Regions from separate parts of the Mus musculus genome. Here region 1 is linked to region 2. Evidence: chromatin contacts called from public HiChIP or PLAC-seq data. All regions are on one chromosome and are shown on one strand. The core of a region is the stretch at or near the end of the contact, and the rest is flanking DNA. Distances in the headings are between cores, read along the strand shown.

What was found. HiChIP or PLAC-seq counts read pairs in DNA pulled down with a chosen protein or histone mark.
Region 1: a BATF HiChIP or PLAC-seq map of CD8 T cells shows a contact between it and region 2, with 6 read pairs. The contact joins two enhancer-like sites. A contact is called at or near these places in 2 of 484 Hi-C or Micro-C datasets (liver and myocytes) and 1 of 115 datasets of contacts at active chromatin or transcription factors (CD8 T cells).

Annotation. Positions count from the first base shown.
Region 1 is chr12:25,829,159-25,831,858 of GRCm38.p6, forward strand. No RefSeq gene overlaps it. Among named protein-coding and RNA genes, the nearest start is that of Gm29835, 150 kb to the right of the region's middle. Within about 2 kb of position 1,258, at least 5 of the 459 cell types and tissues checked have an H3K27ac peak or open chromatin away from gene starts, as enhancers often do. A contact at or near this core is called in CD8 T cells, where this site is marked.
Region 2 is chr12:25,358,834-25,361,533 of GRCm38.p6, forward strand. The region is part of intron 1 of Gm36723 (a long non-coding RNA gene); the gene reads left to right. Among named protein-coding and RNA genes, the nearest start is that of Gm36723, 4.3 kb to the left of the region's middle. Within about 2 kb of position 1,323, at least 30 of the 459 cell types and tissues checked have an H3K27ac peak or open chromatin away from gene starts, as enhancers often do. A contact at or near this core is called in CD8 T cells, where this site is marked.

The DNA.
Region 1 (2,700 bases), core at 8-2,507, 470 kb after region 2:
CTTCAGATTCCCAGGCCCCATAAGGCCAAGGCTGCTGGATGAAACACGGGTGTCTTCGCATCAGTAGGAGATTAGTTTTTTTTTTTTTCTTTGTCTCACTCCCTGCATCTTTGGATTTTCATTTTTGCTCTTCTCCATGTTTGACTCTCAAAAGCTCATTGGTGTTTGTGCTTTGGAATTCTCCTTCTCCGTTCCCTATGCTATTGCCTTGGATAAAATCCAAGTTTTATTCCTAAAGGAAAGGGTTCTCAAAGATTTCATCTCTCAGTTTTCAAAACTTCCCAGGCTGATCCCAAATGGCATATTTCAGATGGCACCCTTGTCTGCCTAGCTGGGTTAGGTTTAGAACTTTGAGCTTGTTTTGCTTCTTTGTGCTTTTTAGGACTTTTTATAGAGGCTGATCGAGTCCTCCAATTAATTAGTATTTTAGAGAATGTGTTTCAATTTCCCTTATTTATTCCTGTAGAAATCTAAGCTTAAAGCATTAAGAGTCAGACAACAACAGTGACATCAATAATAATAAAGCTTCATTTTAAGCTCCCTGGGGACATGAACCCTTTCCTAGCTTCTGACATTTAGTAGCTATGCATTCAAAGTCCCGTGAATGGCACTGAAGGAACATGATTGATATTTATCCTTTCCTGTCGTTGTTGGAAGGGACCTGAGACCTTTTCTGGTTAGAGGTGACTCCAATGCAGGGACAGAACTGAATAATCAGAATTCACACATGTGCTGGGGCAGGGCCAGGGTCTTCATTAATATCTCTGTGTTTCAAGATTCCTCCATCCTTTGCTTCAGCCAGGCTGCTCGCCCAAGCTGTATTTCATTCTCTTTCATAACACATATTTTAAAAATGAGCAGTAATATGGATGTTAGGAGTTTGAAACATTGCTGTCTTTCATGAGGCCGTGTAGTCTGCGGGCAATGGGGAGAAAGTCTCCCATAATGAAAGAGCTGGATTGGGTTTCCTGATGGCCAGCCCCTCTCCTCTCCTAACAACCATCTGGATGTCTGCATGGAGGCCAGATTGCCTGTTATGTCCACCAAGTGAGCTGCCGTGCCCTGGAACAGCAACATAGAAAACAGCAACCCCAGAAGCCTGTCATCTCCCTGTCATCCCTGTGGCAGTCAGCATTCTTCCAACTTTCAGACACTGAGTTCATCTCTGTGAATTTGGAGAGTGACAGCTGTGGAGATCGTGGGGGCAGGTGGAGAGGGTCGGGCCAGCAGATGCATTTGGACAAGTCTCAGATGAGGTGGCGAAGAGGCAGGGTTCCAGCTGAGGAAACCACAAGGCGCCATCTCCGGGGTTCTCTGCACACTCACTTAAGAAAACAATACCTGCTTATTGGTTGAATAGTAGTTTCCTTTCTCCACTTCACTTTATTGAATAGAAGGTGGGAGATTGGGGCCCTTTGTGTGCTGCTCCAAGCTCTGCAATTCCTTCCCCTTTGTTTCTGAGAATAAGCAAATCATGGAAAGGCTGAAAAGTCTCTTTCTTTAAGAAAAAGAGAGAGTGCTGGCATGATTTGGTGTTTAATTGGGGTTTCTTGTCTGTTCTGGATTAGTGGGTCCTCCCTCGCCTGGAATGTGGGTGTTGTGACTGACTCTCAAGTTTCTTCCTAAGTTGTGATGAGTTGTTGTGAATTGTTCAGCAGCGCTAGCCTTTCTAGAGCTGAGAGCTCAGTTACCAACACACAAACACACAAATATTTCCACACATAAAATGGTAGCCACTTACCAAGTCAGTTGGAGTAATTTTGCATCACAGACCTGAGTTTTATGCCCATTCATAAAATAGCCTTCTCCAAAGCACCCAGTGGTATATGTTTGACACAATACTACACAGGGGAAACAGCTAGCAGGTCATTTCATTTACCTGAAAAAGTCATTATATTTTTATTATTATTGTGATTACATATTACCACTAATATGTAACCCCCTGTCACAGAAAAGGGGGTAGTGCATTCTCAGGTAACTTGGTAGTGCAAAGTCAGAAGTCTCTGACTGCCTTCAGGACTTGGCCTGCAGTCGACTTTTTGGTTGGAGTATGGTGTGGGCATGGTTTTATGTTGACATAGGAAGAATTTATGGGTTTCTCAGACAAAAGTCTCGTGAGTTAGGATTATTACTCCTCACAGCTGGGATAATGTACCTTGACAAGAGCTACTTGAGGAAGGGAAGGATTCTTTCGGTGGTTCATTATGGAAGGAAGGCATAGAGGTTGCTGACCACAATGGATCTGCAGTCACGAAGCAGAGAAAGAGGAATGTGGGGAATCTGTTCCCTCTTTTCTTTTTACTGAATTTGGAACCCCACCCATGGAATAGTACTCTCTATAATCTTTGCGCTTCAGTTAACCTAATCTAGAAGCTCTCTTAAAGACACACCCAAAAGCTGGTTTCTAAATCCTCCCAAGTTAGCAATCAAGTTGAGAATCCTAGCAGGAGGCTAGCTTACTTACATAATGAACACCTACTCTTCTGTTCCCTCACACTTATATACTGGATAGTCACAACATGCAGTTGCATACTCAACACACAGATATCTGCCTGAATTTAAGTAGTTTGCATTATAGGGAGTTACAGATGTGATTGTCTACAGGTGTTCTTTCACTTCAGCTGCTAACCCTTCTTCAATTTGACCTCAGGCATTTAGTCCTAGCATCCTATTATGCTGTATCCATTGTTAAAGTGGTCT
Region 2 (2,700 bases), core at 73-2,572:
AAAACAACGGGGGCAAAATGTGTTTTGAAAACTAGAAATGGGTTTTGGGGCTCACCAGAACGCATAAATTCACTGAGATGAAAGGCCCTATGGGTGATAAAAATGTCTCATTTAAGAAATTAAACGATCCTGTCATTTGTAACAGGAATTAATAGCACTTTAAAGCGGACTGAGCGCAAGGCGATCCGGGTGAGTCACAGTGGCCTTCCACATTTGCAGTGTCCCTCAGATAATTATTAATTAACATGACATCAATTGTCTCAGTGCAGCATCATGGTGCAGACTCAGACACACTAATGGAAGGCACTTCTTATCGAGGCTTCCTGTCCTTTCGTAAAATTAAAATGCTAAACTAATTAAAACCAAAGGTACTTTAAAAAACAGTTTGCTTCCAAACAGATTTTTAATATATGCCAAGCTGAGTGGGAACCTAGAGCTATTTTTTTTTAAAGTGAGGATCAGAAATCTATTTAAAAAGGAATTTTGAATATATGTCCCAACAGCCCCCTCTACCTCCACATAGCCAATATGGCATTGGTGTTGATTTCACTAAGGGCAGAAGTTGGAATAGGGTTGTTGGTTTCTCAGGAGCACTGGCCAAATAATTGAAATGTAGGTGATTATTTCTATATCACTTAAAATAGTTCCCTGCATGGCTTTGGTGTGAATTTCTCTTTCTGCTCTTGAGTGAGTCCCTGAGCAATCTGCTGCTAGGCTGTTTCACCCCTGATTATCCTGGAGATTTTTGTGTGTTCTTTCATGTTTGACTCTGAAGATGTTTTGAATATGCCCAATGTGGTCTCTTACTCAGAATGTTTTTGTAGTTTCAATCCCTCTGGCATGTTCTTTCTATAAACTGTCACATAGCTTGTTCTTTCTCACTTTTCTGGATCTAGACCACCCTGTGAATGGAATTCTACACTAAGCCTAGAATGCTTGGTGAGCTCTTAGAGGGTGTGCGTTGCTCCCTCATTACAGCTTGAGTGTACTTCTCTAGTAGTTGACTCTTCAACTAGAAGGCTAGCATCCTGAGGGCAGGGACCACTTTGCCTGCTTAGCTCTGAAGCCCCCCACCCCACCCCTGTCATGACGTCCAACATTTGTCAAAAAGAGGAAAATGCTTAATCCATCTGCAGTGACAAGAGATATTTCCAGAAAGACTGGCCAAGAAAGAGACAAAGATGTTTTAAAGAAGTTGCTGGTACCTCATTGTGAGACCTTGAAGACATTTAGATAAAAGGATGTGGGCAGGATGTGGGAAACACAGAATATGCTCAGCTAATCTCTGGATCAAAGAGAGAAAAGGAGAAAGAATGATGACATTAAAATAATTGGGTGGATCACAGCGCGGGTGCGGCAAGTGCTCCACGGTAGGAACCGGAGGCTGAGGGGGTTTTCAAGATGAATCATCTTTTTCTTTTCCCCTCTGTCTCCCTTTTGTAGGCCCAATTTGTTTTCTTTCTAGGTTTAGAAATATTCAAGAAATGCTTGTTAGGTAGTTGTTAGGGAGTCCCAGTCTTCTCTCCTCTCTTTGGCACCGATAATATTGACTCATGGTGGGAGGGTCACCAGCATGAATACCTGGTTCATTTACAAACTTTCAATCTCTCTGATATAACTTCACTTGCATTCAAGCTTGCTCTCTCTCTATGTTGAAGAGCTTCTAGTACCCAAGAGTTTATCTAAAGATGAACTGTTGGCCTTTTTCTCCTGTGGAATCTGCTGGACACTAGTCAGGGTCTTGTTTGCTTTTCTAGTTTCTGTGATGCACAATCAGGAAGCAGAGAGACCCTAGCACAGGGAATGGTGCCACCCACAATGGGCAACTTTTCCCACCTCAATGAGCCCAATCAAGATGCTACTCCTCAGGTATTTGAAAAGATCCATCACCCAGGTATTTCTCGATCTCACTAAAGTGACAACTGAGATGAGTCATCACAACCAGGGAAATGTTCATCTTAAGGTATTGGCAACATGCTCTGATAGTAGTTTATATTTTAGGATTTTGAGTGCCCTTTGTCCTCTTATGGCTAAACTGCTTCGTATTTATTCTGAAATGAAACTAGGTTTGCTAGTTTATAAAGAGGTCTAAGCTAGCAACAGGCAGCACATGTGGACATAAAATATGTTGAAATAAGATTTGGCAATTGGCCAGGTATGGTGGAACATGCCTATAATCCCCAGTACTTGGAAGGCTGATGCAGGAGGATTGTGAGTTTAAAGCCAACCTACCTACCTAGTGAGGCCTTATTTTACAAAATAGGAGGTAGGGAGTGGATGTATGGGAGAGGACTGGCAAATGGAAGAGTTCAATATGGTATCTATTAATCATCCCCACCACCATCCTCACCAATGCTACCATCATTACCATCACTGATATATTCATGACCCTCCTCCTCCTCAGCACCACCATCATCACCATCATCCTAATCACAACCATCATCCTCATCATGCTGTGGGTAAATAAAACATGTGAAGGAGAAGGAACACCAGAATGCTTCCCTTGTAACTTTTCATTAGCCTTGGGAGACCATAGCAACCATTTTAATTTTCCTCTGCTGTGGCCTTAATATAATTGAGAGAGAAGTCAATTTAAATCAGACAATCTATCCAGCTATATATGTATATATTCTGTATATGATATCTGTATCTAGCAGACAATTCCACAAATATGTTTTGATGGTATCTGCATCCCAGGAC